Regions from separate parts of the Mus musculus genome. Here all the other regions are linked to region 1. A link is a contact called in public HiChIP or PLAC-seq and promoter capture Hi-C data. All regions are on one chromosome and are shown on one strand. Each heading gives the region's core, a stretch centred on a gene start, on an enhancer-like site or on the middle of the called end of the contact. The rest is flanking DNA. Distances are from core to core; before and after follow the strand shown. Region 1 overlaps Prdm2 (PR domain containing 2, with ZNF domain). Region 2 overlaps Pdpn (podoplanin). Region 3 overlaps Prdm2 (PR domain containing 2, with ZNF domain).

Region 1 (4,675 bases), core at 889-3,388:
CATAATTAGCATATGCTGAAACAGTCTATTTTTAGGGTCAGAAAAAAAGGAAGAAGATAATGAAAATGAAATCAAGAAGTCGCCACAGTGTTAACCACCTGGTAGAATCATACCTTTGAACGGAGTGGGCCAAACTCAGACAGTCTTTAAAACATAAAAAAATTAAAAATAAAAAAATAAACCTCTGCAAAGAAAATGCAGCCACTAAGCAGCAACAACCCGGATGGATGACCAAGTCATGGGAAGATAAACACAGGATGTACTCCGTGGGACTGCATAGCTATGACACTAGAGAACAGGACAGTAGAGACACCAAGTTCGTCAGCAGCTGCCTCTTGTGAAGGACTAATCAGCAAGGGAAGCCTGGGACATTGCAATGTCCCACAGCCAGCAAATGGCCATATCTCCTTGAGTGCAGATGTGTGTCAAATGGGTACACCATGAGGCACACAAATCACACCTCAGGGGTTAAAAAATCTAGAAAAAAACTGGCCTAGGAGTCTCATTTAATATCAAACAACTTAAAATTTAAGCTCAGAGATAAACAGCTGAGGTAAAATGTTAACAAGATACTCAGAAAAGAGAAAACCAGAAATGACATACAACTACAATGGCAAGCTAAGGCAAACAACAAGAGTTTACCTAACAGCAGAAAAACAGTAGCCCAGAGGGCAGAGTTCAGCAGCCCTACATCTTAACAAGAACTAAAATGATGGGAAAATACTTAAAACATGAAGAGGGAAAAGAAACCATGAACCAGTGTCAAACTGTAAAAATACCACGACTGGAATAAACACAGTGTCTATAGTATTAAAAAAGAAAGGAAAAGAAAACCCAAGTATGTTCATTTAACACCTCTTTGCAGCAAACACTAAACCGGGCTGGAGCTGGCTCTGGACGCCAGCGTCCCCAGCAGGAGGCTCGGAAGCATCTGTAGCTCCAGCTGCAAGGCCTCCAGGGCATCTACATACAGACACATGCACACACATACAAACAATATTTTTTTTTTTTGAGACAGGGTTTCTCTGTATAGCCCTGGCAGTCCTGGAACTCACTTTGTAGACCAGGCTGGCCTCGAACTCAGAGATCCACCTGCCACTGCCTCCCGAGTGCTGGGATTAAAGGCGTGCGCCACCATGCCTGGCTACAATAAATATTTTTAAACGTATGAAACTAAGATAGAGTTTTAAATACTTTCTATTTACAGATAGAAAGGCCAACTTACAAACACATGAAAATCTAGCTAACCTCATAATTAATAATCCTAAATATTTATTAATCATTAAAGCAAAATGAACCTTTAAGTCATCAGACTTAAAGAACAGGAATATCAGTATAACAGAACAGAATGTATCATTTTAATTAATATTTATTAACACAATTCAAACATTCCTATACTCAGAACTGTCCCAAACTCCCCCATCCCTCAAGCAAACTCTCCTCCGATCTTTAACAAGGCCCATGAAACTGACCTTGTACCTCTTTGCCTGGCTTCATGTGGCCTCAGGACCAGCCTCTCCTTCCCTACCACAGCCCCTCTCTTCACACTCTCTGCCAGCTGACAGCTGCTACTGGTAAAATGGCTATTATAGAAGGTTGCATTCACTATTTCACATAAGCAATATGGATTAATGGCTCTGATTTTTAAAAATATAAGGACTGGGTATGGTGGTACACATCTTTAATCCCACCACTTGGGAGGCAGAGGCAGAGGGATCTCTGTGAGTTCAAGACTGGTCTGGTCTATATAGTAAGTTCTAGGACAACCAATGCTATGTAGAGAAACTTTTTGCCAAAATTAAAAAATAATAAATAAATAAACACCCAGAAAACAAACATATATACGAATATTCATACATAATAAGCAAATTTTACTGGCTTTTCATGAGAAGAAATATAAATAAGCAAATCCACGTCTATACTTTACCCATTTGCAATAAAATATAATGAAGCACGGCCCTGCCCTTTGCACACTGTGTTTCTTTCAGTCTGCCCATTACTTCCTTTCCTGTATTGTTGTGCACCTGGATTCTGGCTGTGTCCCACCTTGGTTCTGAGATCAGTGGCTGTGTAACACAGAGCACTTCCTCTAGCCCTCCCTGCCACTCCTCCTCACAGGGACTCGCTGCTTCACAGCACTTTCACTATCCTCTGGAACCAGCCTTGCCTGCTTTTCTGAGCATCAAGACTGCAGAGCCTCATCCACGTGGTTCTCTGCAGTGTCCATGACATGCTGGGAGGGGTTCTGTGCATGGGAACAAATAAACACCCAGGACAGCAGAGCTACGAGAACTGCAGATGGATTACAACGGTGCTCACAAGCTTCTTTCCTTGTTTTACTGGTCTTTAAAACTAGCACAGAAAGCAAAACTCCCCTGCTACTGGTTAATGGCAGTAGTAACACAGGCCACTGCTTAGAACAGAGAGCTGTTGTGACTATAGTTCCTATACTGCCAGAAAAGATTCCAGGGGGGGAAACTATGTAACTCAGGAAATTAGTAATAAAGGTAGTCCCAGGAAATCCTCATAGCTGTCCTCAAATACTTTGGTTTTTCTCTGCTACCAGATGGGATCACACCCCACCACCACATTAATTTTAAATGACATATGCCAACGTGAGTGTGGCCAATTAATGTCACATACCAAAAGTCCACGATCCCTTGTTCCTGTGTAACTACAATAGGACAGCACCACGACAATCCAGAGTGTGCAGCAAAGACCAGGGAATAAGCTGGGGCTGTGTTAAGCCACTGAGCTGGGCAGCTGTTTGCCACTTCTGCAAACCTGAGTATACCTGGGCTGCTACAGTGAGAGGCTTTATACATCTGACTGCTGCTGACTGCAAAGCTCCTTTTTTCACTCTGGAATGACCATCTCTTGGTCCTAAAGTCTTCCATCACAAAGTGGGAATTCTAATGCCTGCATTTCATAGGTTGTTTTTATAAGAGGAGAATATATATACTTAACAAAGAGCTTGGCAACTGTGCTAAGAACTCAACAGATACAAAATGGAATTAAACTGTAGCATATCTAAGCTAGGCTACTTTGAGCCTATTTACATTGTGCCACTAAATAACCTAGGAAACAGGAAAATATCACAGAGATGATCTCTAATTCACAATAGTCTAAGATACAAAAGAAAAAAGTTGTAATTGCGTTGGCTTTACCTTGAGTTTAGTAGGATGTAATCACATTGTAAGTCTAGGAGCAACTGTATTGGGTTAGTGTGGAATAGTAGTGAGGAAACAAAGGATAGCTATGACCTAAAAACAGAAAATACAACATGAGGGCAAAGGTGACTCCGACTGCCAGCTAGGCACGGCAGTGAGGAGGAACAAGGACTCACCTGCATAGCAAACTATGCTCCCTCTTGGGAGGAGAGAGACAGCAAGTGAGTGGGTACTGAGTGACAAACAGGGGAGAGAAGGAAAAACAAAGAACTCATGTTCTGGGGGTGTATGGAGCCCCAGAAATGGCTGCAGAGGGAGAGCCTAACAAGCTACCTCTGGAGGGGGAACTTGGGACACGCCCACACAGAAGAGGGGTGTGTTCAACACGGGCATGCTTTGAGAGCTATCACCCCTCCTAGAGGATTCTCATAAGCAACATGACCCGACCCAGATCATCCCCGTGCCTCAACTGGCTCATTCATGGGAAAGAAAAGAGTCTGTGCTAGTGTCTCAGAGACCACAGCCATCATAGGACAGCGCTACCTGCTAAGCCGCAACCGAGAGATGCTAATCATTTCCTGGAGAGAAAATTCCACCCAACCAAGAATAACTTCACGATTTTAATTATAAGTTAGTTTTACTCAAGTTCAAACTTTTTCTACCCGAATTGTGTCATGTAGTTATTTAGAAATTTTTAGTACAATCTGACTGACAACAAGAGTGATAAGTGCAGGAACAAAACTATAAACTACTCTGAATTTTTTTAATTACAAGAACAATTGTGGATGAATGTAGTGTTCCAATTTAATAAAGAAATTTGAAAGTACTAAAAGTTTTAGTCAGAAAAAGTTAAACAGTCTTATATTCAAAATAAAACTTTCCTTATTGTCAGAGCATTTCAATCACACACGAGTCAGACATGCGCTGCTTGTTAGAGCACTTACTTTCCTCCTGATCCTTGGCGTCAAAGGAAGCCCTGCACAAATCTAAGACTAAGCCTTGTCACAGGTAACATGAGATTGCTAGAGAGCCAAAAGCTGCAAGGGTTAGTATGACACCTCTCCTGAAATAGCATGCACACTTTTTGTTTGACACAACTGGGATGTACGTTAAAGCAGAAGTATAAAATATCAGAAACTAATAAAGTCTAAACACACTTGGTTCGTATAGACTCAGTAGGACATGAGAATCAATGGACAGTTAAGCCTAAGCTTACCGTCAGCTCCTCAGATAAATGAGCACAGAATACCACACCAAGAACAAAGTCTGCATTCAAATTCCACTTTGGGAAGTCACCATCACTCCGCCCAGAACTGACTCCTCTAACGAGCCCCAGACGCTGAAAAGCCAAAGCTGATGACCAGGTTCACATTAAGAATCAATCTTAAGTTAGGAAAATAAATGAAATGCATACATAAATATACCTCTGATGGATGATCCCCAAAAACACATTCTGCTTTTTTCCTAACTGCTCACCATTTCAACTATAAGCTGCCTTCAAAAGC
Region 2 (4,675 bases), core at 1,245-3,744, 98 kb after region 1:
TGGCAGGTAGGATGTGCATTTAAGAGAGGGGTGTCGGAACTGAGGTAAGCGGAGCCATGCTCCTAGCTCCTCTGAGGAACTCCTGCATGTAAATGTTAGGAGCCTGTTCCCTTGACCTCACAGTGGGTGAAGGGTTGTACATGACACTTCTGGCTGGCTGGCCCCAGTGGGCTGGAAGCAGCTTTTGAAAGTTGTTTTTTTTTTTTTTTTTTTTTTTTTTTTTCGTTTGTAGCTGGACCAGGGCAAGGAAGAAAGAGCTGGGGTATGGCTCAGTGGTAGAGTCCAGGGTTAGTATACAGCAGCCCTGGGATCATTCCCCAGAGTCAAAGGAAGGAGGAATGAAAGACAGGGAGGGGAAAGGAAAAGAAGAAAAACAAAGGTAGCTATGGGGGTGGGGTGGGGAGGGGAGAGGGCAGGGGTGGGATGGGAGAGGTAGGGGTGGTATTGTAATCTCAGCACTTGAAGGACTGAAGCAGAAAGTTCCTGAGCATGACATATCCCTGGGCTCCAGGAAGATTCTGCTGAGAAGGAATAGGAGAAGGAAGAGGAGGAAGAGGAGGAGGCAGAGAAGGAAGAAAGAAAACAGAAAAGGCAGCAGGTCTGTGGCTGCTAAGGACTTTTATTTTGACAGCTAGAAGTCAGTAAGTGACTGGGCAGGAGGAAGGGGGAGGGATACTCCAGGCCACCCAAGCACACCCTCCCCTCCTCTCCTCTCCTCTCCTCTCCTCTCTGAAGGGTCCAGGGGGTCAAAGTAGTTACTTCTGACTGAATTTACACAAGAATGAATAAAACCTACAACCGGGAACTGGGCGTGGTGGCACACACCTTTAATCCAGAGCACTCGGGAGGCAGAGGCAGGCGGATTTCTGAGTTTGAGGCCAGCCTGGTCTACAGAGTGAGTTCCAGGACAGCCAGGGCTACACAGAGAAACCCTGTCTCGGAGAAAAAAAAAAAAAAACCTACTACCGGGTGCTTTCCTGGGGTCTTTACAAAACTCCTGCAACAAGTACCATTCCTGCTTTTCAGGAGGATAGTGAGGGTGAGGTGGAGAGTTAGGGGGCCGTCAGCTCAGTGAGCAGGTGGCAATGGTGGCTTCAGTCAGAATCCAGATCCATCAGAGTGCAAAGCCCACTCTACTTAAAGATTGATTTATTCATGCATGAGTACACTGTAGCTGTCTTCAGACACACCAGAAGAGGGCATCTGATCCCATTCCAGATGGTTGTGAGCCACCATGTGGTTGCTGGGAATTGAACTCAGGACCTCTAGAAGAGCAATCAGTGCTCTTAACCGCTGAGCCATCGCTCTAGCACTTACAAAGGCCACTATGTCTCTGGGTCACTCTTGCCTCACTCCTTGAAGGTTCTCCCCCTCTCTCCCTCCTCCACGCCCCCCCCCCCCGCCCCCCCCCCCCGTCCATCCTTGGATGTTCAGACACATGCGTGAGCACATGTGGGCAGGTGTGTGCACATGTATGTGGAAGCCAGAGGTCAACCTCAGGCACACTTCCTAGATAGAAACTGTCTTCTGCCTTGTCTTCTGAGAAGAAGTCTCTCTAGGACCCAGAATTTGCTGATTACGCCCAGTTGGCAGCTGGCTAGTGAGTTCCACCCAGGGAATCCTCCTTCTTCTCCCCCCCCCCCCCCGCCCCCCCAGACCAGGAGACTGCAAGCACTTGCCACCATGCCTGGCTTTTTGTGTGGGTGCTGGGAACTGAACTTAGGTTCTCATGCCTGCAAGACAAGCACTTTACCAACACAGCCACTCCCCAGCCCTGAGCCTGTACCCTTTAAGGAAAAGGCTGGGTACACTGTTGACCACGGATGGTTTCTAATGGAGCTTGAAGCTGGGCTGCTGAGGTCCATCTCCCGACACTGCTGCTACCCACCCCAACCTTCACCCATTGCCCAGGGGAAAGCCCCTCTCTCTACAGAAAAGCCAGGAGGAAGTATCTCCATGGGCTTAGCCATACTGGGCCATTCACTATTTCCTCCCTATGAGGTTCTAGAACTTTCTTTTGAGCAAACTGCTGTTCTGCTGAGTTTACTGCCCCGCCTGAAGACACAGAATGAGTAGGTGAATGACAGTGACACTTTTTAGGGTTCCAGGAAGTGAATCAGTGGACCGCACACTCTAAACTCCTCAGCAGTGAGACAGAAACAGCTGAGCCCAGCTTTCATCATAATTACTCAACTCGGGGAGACCTTTTTTTTTTTTTTTTTTACTCTTGACTAACAGCAGACGGTTTTCCTGTAAAAGGGGAAATGAATTCTGTTTTTCGGACAGGAATCGTACCTCCTAAGAATTTTTTTCTGGAACCTAGCAGGAGCTGCAGGCACCTTCTAGGGAAAAAGCCACCTTCTAGGGAAGAGTGACAAGCTCATAGGATGTTTGAGGGGCGCTGCCTGGAGTATCACATCAGAGCGGGGTGGAAAGCACTTGCCTTCTGCCGGGAACTGAGCAGAGTCTGAGCTCTGATTACTCAGGGCCTCAGCTGAGTGGCTGGGATTTCGTAAGAGTGGAAGATGAGCCCCTTCAGATCTGACCTGCCGTGCAGACAGCCCAGCTGTGAGCACAGGGAAGCCTTCGGCTATGTGAAGAATGCGGCCATCCTTGGCCTTGATCCTCAGCCTGGTTTGGAAGCTGCATCTTGGGAGAATTTCATGTTGCTTTTGGATAATCTTGTTTTTTGTGCTGGAGAGTCAAACCCAGGGCCTTGTATGTGCTAGGCTACCATCTGTGAGTGAGTGAACTTCGTCTCAGCCCTTGGTAGATGAATTTTTTTTTCAAGGCTGCTATTGGCTAGTAGGGTCTCTTTGGAACTTCCCTTGCTGTCTTTCTCCCTTTCTCCTTGCATGTGGGAAACTCAAGCACACAGTCCCATCCCTAGGCTCACCGTTCAGACCCTCTCAGCACACTGGCCCCTACATGCCCACAAGATGTATCTTCTATCACCTCATAGTCTAACACAGAGATGCAAGTGTCTGCGGTGCTTAGCAATTCATTCCTTGCCTCTCACCTACCCCACCTGATTTCCACAGATAATGAACGTGGGTATGTGTGTGTCATTGTGTGTGTGTCATTGTTTGACTGGATGTAAAGTCAAGTAGGAGACATATCTATGGGTATGTCTGTTTATAGAGATGTGTAGACCAGGAGAGAAGATGCGCCTTGAATGAGGCTGGCAGCATCTGTGTGTGGCAGATCTAGGCTGAATAAAAATGGCAAAGGAGAAAGTAGGGGCACCAGCATCTCTCTCTCTCTCTCTCTCTCTCTCTCTCTCCTCCCCGACTGTCCATGCAGTCAGCTACCTCACAGCACTCCTGTCCTGTGATGGACACTCTCAAACCAAGAGCCAGAATAAACCCTTCCTCTCCTATCTGGACACCGTGGTGAAAACCTGACCATGGCATCTGCCCTCTTTTAAAGGAGATTTATTCTTATGTCGAGTACATGAGTGCTTGCCTACACTCAATGTTGGCTATGTGTAACCCGGGCCTGGGGCTGTCAGGCATCAGATCCAGAACCAGAGAAGTTCAGGTGGGAACCCTGTCCTCTGCAAAAGCAGGAAGTGCTCTCAATTGCTCGGCCATCTCACCCACCCCACACTTTCTTTATTGCCTTTCTCACCCAAAGGTTTGGATAATACCAAATTGGTGCTCTTCATCCTGACAGATGGTGACTATAGTCCAACCAGATGTTTCTACACGAGGGCTCCCTTGCCAGACAAATGGCCTACTTCTGAGCCACACGCCAGCAGTCCTGATAAAGGAACATCTCATAAGTCCAGGAATTCAAGGCCAGTGTATGCAGCACAGAGAGAGCCCTATCTCAGGGAAATGATAAAACATACAGAGCATGTGGCTGGCCTGTGCTTTAATTTCCAGCAATGGAGAAACATTTTTACAAATGACTTACAGATTTCTGCATGAGCGAGATCATGTAGACCACAGAACAGAGTGGAGAGAGTTCAGACATAAACCTTTATACTGATGGGCAGCTGATTTAGGGCAAAAGCACCATGGTAATTCAGTGGGGGAAGAGTTATCTTTTCATCCCAGAAGGTTCTAGAACAACTGAAGAGAGCCACATGGTAAAGAATGGAGCTGGGTCGCTATTTCATGGCTCACACAGAAGTTCCCTGCAAAGGCATCAAAGCCTGACTGTCAGAATTAAACCATTAGACCGTAAGAGTCGATGTTTGCAGCCCCGGGGTAGCAGTGACTTCCAACACTGATACCAACCAACAGCATGAGCAGAAAAGGAGACAGCTCAGACTTCACGCTCTTAAAGAGGTGTGCTCTAATGAACACTATAACATAAAATAACAAGATAGCCCAATTCATAGATGGAAAAATGTCCTCAGCTATCCAATAATAGTCCAGCTCGCTCTTTCTCTCTCGCTCGCTCTCGCTCTCTCTCTCATTGGTTGGTTGGTTTTTCGAGACAAGGTTTCTCTGTATAGCCCTGGCTGTCCTGGAACTCACTTTGTAGACCAGGTTGGCCTCGAACTCAGAAATCCGCCTGCCTCTGCCTCCCAAGTTCTGGGATTAAAGGCGTGCGCCACCATGCCCGGCTGTTTGTTTTTTTTTTTTTGAGACTGGATCTTACTCTATCATCCTGGCTGACTTGGAACTCACTATGTAGACCAGACCAGGCTGGCTTTGAACTCACA
Region 3 (4,675 bases), core at 762-3,261, 72 kb before region 1:
TGACATTGGGCCTCACACTGATGCCTTACCTATCTCTATAAATTTGTGGCTCAGTTCACTGACTGGCAATCAGTTCTGGAGCGGAGGTGGAGGGGAAGGCCAAAGGCGTGGAAGCTGGTGTCAAGGGAAGACAAGCCTGAAACCTCTGCTGAAATCCTCTGTGTACTGAGTGAAGAAGCCACCAGACACCTCCAGCAATGCCGGTCACCTGGCATTTCCCATTATGGGCACCTGGGTGATCCAGGAGGCCCCTCTCATTCAGAGCCTAGCTCTGCCTCTGACTTGCCTTGGGGCCTCCACAAGATTCCTCAACCTCTCTGAGCCACAGGAGACTCTCCTGCAAAGTAAGTACCTCAAGAAGAGGTGGTGGCATCGGGCGTGGTGGCGCACGCTTTTAATCCCAGCACTTGGGAGGCAGAAGCAGGCGTATTTCTGAATTCGAGGCCAGCCTGGTCTACAAAGTGAGCTCCAGGACAGCCAGGGCTATACAGAGAAACCCTGTCTCAAAAAAAAAAAAAAAAAAAAAAAAGAAGTGGTAGCATGACAGCGTTTGTGACCTGAACACTGGGGGTCGGGGGAGGGTGCTATTTTGGGTCCTTTGCAGGAGTTCTTTGAATCACCTCCCCTGTGAGGCAGGGCGCCATGATCCTGTCTTATTGGAGGGGAAAGAAGAGGTTCAAAGGAGTGGAGGCACCAGCTAGCAAAGTTCACAGGGAAGCAGTCACGATACGAATCCAGAACCGTGTGCTCCCAAGCCTATTTGCACCCCTGACATAGGCCCAGCAGCAGTAGCGATGAAGGGTTCTTCAGTGTGGGGCTCCTCTGCCCTAGATCTGCTGACAGACCTCAAGGAGCATGCTTGGTCTGCTTTGAGTTGTCCCTTTCCAGGCTCAGAGGAAGCTGGGAACAGAGGCTTTCTAACTCAGATGCCCTGGTAATGCAGAAAACACCCAAGATAGGGCTCAGAGCCTCAGATATTTGGACTTGGCTCCCCCCTCCCCCCAATAGCTCAGCACTGGGCATGAGAGCAGGCTTGAAGAGTTGGTGAGCTCTGTACTTCTGCTCAAAATGAGGTCCACGGATGGGCAGCACAGTAACCATGTAGGTGGGACCTACAGACGCTCAGAACCAACAGAAATCTTAGAAGAAACTGACGGGGGTGGGGTTGGGGGTGATATGCTGAAGCTGCGAGGACCTGCAGCTGAGGACAGGTAGGTAGAGCCAGATGTACAAATATTTTCTGATCTGGGTTGGGGCTGGTGTCCAGCAGCTGTAAACAAGTCCCTCTAATAATGCAGGAGTGGGGAAGAAAAGGCAGGTGGTCCCAGAGGGCCAGAAAAACGCTGGCCCTCCTGGGTGGCCCGATGGCTCAGCAGGTTAAAATGCTTGAATAGCTTAATGGGATTGCTGGGATTTACACAAAAACCCCAGAAGTAGTGGTGCATATCTGCAATCCCAGCACTCCTACAGGGGGAGGAGACAGGAGACTCACTAGCAAGGCAACTAGACACTGTTGTGGAAATAAGAGCAATCTTGTCTCAAAATGAAGTGGAATGCACCATGAAATGAGTACATCTACACAAACACACACACAAATTTTTCAAAAAAAAAAGCAGAAAGAAAAAATTCTTGGGCCTGGATGGTTCTGAGTCTTATGATACTGGGGCAAGCTGCAGTTGACATGGGCAGTCGGCAAGCACAGCCTAGGCGCCTGCTTTTGGGGTCTCTTTTAGTTTCGTCTCCTCTTTAACACTGTAAGACGCCCGTACCCTTTTGATGGAGGAGGGTTTCTGTTCCTTTCCAACAGGCCCACAAGGACCTGGCCTCTTTCTCACCTAAAAGGTCTTATCTATTGGGCTCTGTCCTGTTGGGGCTTCTAGGTCAAACCTGTTTGGTCTGAGCACCACTACTGGCGTTTTAATGTCTAGTGTGTAGCAAGCTCCTAACACTTGACCCAGTTAACAGGAAGGCTGGCAGGCCAGCCAGGCCTGAGGACCTCAGCCAAGGAAGTTGCCAGTGGGGAAATCCCTGTGCGGACGCCTCCCTTCCAGCAAGCAGAGGAAGAGGCCAGCAGTGCAGTGTGGTAAGGAAGCTGCCACTGGCTTCTGTTTCACCAGGGCAAGAGCTGGTGGAGTGTAGGGAGCCCTAGGAACACAGAAGGAAGCTTGGGAGTCGGGAGTCTTAACTGGATAGACTCTCCTTTCCCTTCCAGCTGAACCAAAACAACCAACTGCAAAAACGCCAAAGGACAGCTTGTATCTGTCCATTTCCTACCTATGGGGCCATCACTGCTGGGGGCACAAAGGGGCGCCCAGAACGCGCATCCTAAACAATAAGGAACAAATCCACATCCGAGCTCTCCAACATGCAGGTCCCTACTCCCAAGAGTCAAATTCTCCAAGCACTTGCATCCCAGAGGGGTTCACTCACTGCCAGAGTCCTGCCCAGAACATGGGTCAAGGTGTCTGTTTTGAACAACTCTGTGAACACATCTGAAGATTCAGACCTCTCCCACAGACCCCACCCCCATCCCACCTAGTGCTGCCTCTTACATTTCAGGGACATCATCTCTGCAGGAACCCTGCTACCGCTTGAGCCAGCACAGGAATGATCCCCCTGACTTTCTCCTCTCTACATCTACTTCCAGGTTCTTTTTTTTCCTCCAGTTGAGTGAAAACACACCATTTGCAATAAAGCTGAGAAGAGAAATAAATACACGTGCCAGGAATGCTGACTGCCAGAAAATTAAGACAACCAGTGTGGAAAACCTAAAGAGGGATGCTCTTCCCTGGACGGTACATGGGATTGTTCTTGTCAGTGACAACGTCCTTTGGAGATGCTGAAAACATCATTAGGACCTGTCTTTTAAAGATGAGCTTAGCCAAAGATGTCAAAAGAGGTGAGTTCCAGGGCCAAGCAGGGCTCAACCTTCATGGGGTTTGCTATTGGTAGGCTTCATGTGATGTCAGTGGTGAAGATGGTTTATCCTAAGAACAAGCCCAGAGGTAGGTGTGCAGCTCACGAAGGCCTTACTGCCCCCACCTCCGTGAAGCCTGGTGTTCCTGGCTGGCAGTGAGTCCCAGACACACGGCTGGCACTGTCACTGGAAAGGCATGCTTACCATGTGAACGCATGGCATTAGTCAATGAGAATGGAGCTGCCAAAAGAGCAGGGATATCGTGGGATGGGGGCCAGGTCCCGCCTTCGCTTCTGTGCCTTCCCCCAAAGTCCTCACCCTGTCTGGCGCCAACCTCAACAGTTTAACCTGCTCTACAAACTGGAGGAGACAGTGTGGCCTCAGGTCACCTGTCCCACCCTGGGCTGCTTCTCCAGCTCACTGGGTGGAGGCCTTCTAGAAAGGCTCCTCCTGGCTGGGGACAGACAACCTGGCCCAGCTACATGCTGCTTCTAACTTGGGGAATACACAGGCTTGCAGCCACATGTAGGCAGGTATAGAATGGCATTCTCTCCATTTCTTCCCTTACCTGCCCTTGCTAACGGCATGCTGGGGGCCTTGTTCCTGGAGATTTATTCACCAAGAACTGTGAGATGGGTATGCCAGCATTTCACACAGGGTAAGCACCTTGCCCAAACCCAGACACCTGGCTTGAAGAACCAGGGTTGAACTCAAGCAGTATAGATTCGAAAGGATAGGAGGCAGCTCATTACTGACCCAACTTCTTTCCCCCATTTATCTAACTTGTTGGCACTATGTGATGTAGCCTTGAGCCAGGCTCAAACACTGCATACCCGGGAAGGCAGAGAAGGATGTTCTCCAAGGAGACGGATTTGCTCAGGGACCTATGCTAAGCCTCAAGAAGACCAATGTATAGTTTAGTTTTGTGTGCTCATGTGCATGTCAAAGACAGAGGACAGCCTCAGGTGTTGTTCGCCTTATTTTTAAAGACAGGATCTCTCCTTGGCCTGGAAGTCACCAAGGAGTCTTGGCTATCTGGCCAGGGAGCTCTAAGAAGCTACCCATCTCTGCCTCCTCTGGACTAGGACATAACTGAATCACACTAGCTTTCGGGAACAATGTTTTCATTAATGACTACTGGGAAGCAAACACTGGCTCAGTGGTGGTCAAGATTTACAGAGGCACCAAGCTGTAACCATTGGGTACAGTATGCTGGGGTGACACTAAAGGCAAATGAGCTCAACTGTGTCATTCAGTCCATAGCTGGTGTCATAGCAAAAAGTCAGAGTGTTTCTGGGGCCTCCCCACCTTGCCAGCTCCTGTGCTTCAACACTTTAGGCAACAGTGAGCATTCGACACACTCAGTGACTGAGACCAGTTTTCTTCATCTGCAGCCATCACCCTTTGATTCTGCCAGTTGCTTTATTACAGCAATTCTGACTCATGGGCGTGATGGAGAAATCACTAAGGTGAGTGACATTAGGCTGTGGAACAAGGCTTTAGAGACATGTTCAAACACAGCTCAGCCAAGTGGGTACAGCACTGTGCAAATCAGCCAACGTAGATATCAACAGGGGGCTTCCTTATTCTGGGTTTAAAACAAACAAAAAAAAAAAATCAGAAGACACAAGAGCAGTGTCTGCAATGTATTCTGGGTGGCAATACTGGAAAGGGTACCCACAGATGCCAAGTGTCAGGACTAAAGTAGGAGATGATCCTATTTGCAGCTCCCAAACTTGGATGAACATAATGGAAAAC

What was found. HiChIP or PLAC-seq counts read pairs in DNA pulled down with a chosen protein or histone mark. Capture Hi-C pulls out chosen DNA fragments and counts their contacts.
Region 2: a contact with region 1 is called in an H3K4me3 HiChIP or PLAC-seq map of bone marrow-derived macrophages, with 4 times the contacts expected there. The contact joins two enhancer-like sites. A contact is called at or near these places in 1 of 115 datasets of contacts at active chromatin or transcription factors (bone marrow-derived macrophages) and 1 of 9 other capture datasets (pancreatic islet).
Region 3: a promoter capture Hi-C map of liver shows a contact between it and region 1. The contact joins two enhancer-like sites. A contact is called at or near these places in 7 of 484 Hi-C or Micro-C datasets (CD4 T cells, Sertoli cells, Th2 cells and 4 more), 3 of 115 datasets of contacts at active chromatin or transcription factors (bone marrow-derived macrophages and embryonic stem cells) and 2 of 9 other capture datasets (adipose tissue and liver).

The regions. Positions count from the first base shown.
Region 1 is chr4:143,188,698-143,193,372 of GRCm38.p6, forward strand. The region is part of intron 2 of Prdm2 (PR domain containing 2, with ZNF domain); the gene reads right to left. Among named protein-coding and RNA genes, the nearest start is that of Gm22039, 13 kb to the right of the region's middle. Within about 2 kb of position 2,139, at least 65 of the 459 cell types and tissues checked have an H3K27ac peak or open chromatin away from gene starts, as enhancers often do. A contact at or near this core is called in Th2 cells, bone marrow-derived macrophages and liver, where this site is marked.
Region 2 is chr4:143,286,562-143,291,236 of GRCm38.p6, forward strand. The region is part of intron 1 of Pdpn (podoplanin); the gene reads right to left. Among named protein-coding and RNA genes, the nearest start is that of Pdpn, 11 kb to the right of the region's middle. Within about 2 kb of position 2,495, at least 136 of the 459 cell types and tissues checked have an H3K27ac peak or open chromatin away from gene starts, as enhancers often do. A contact at or near this core is called in bone marrow-derived macrophages, where this site is marked.
Region 3 is chr4:143,117,055-143,121,729 of GRCm38.p6, forward strand. All of the region lies in intron 8 of Prdm2 (PR domain containing 2, with ZNF domain), which reads right to left. Among named protein-coding and RNA genes, the nearest start is that of Mir7021, 17 kb to the right of the region's middle. Within about 2 kb of position 2,012, at least 73 of the 459 cell types and tissues checked have an H3K27ac peak or open chromatin away from gene starts, as enhancers often do. A contact at or near this core is called in Th2 cells and liver, where this site is marked.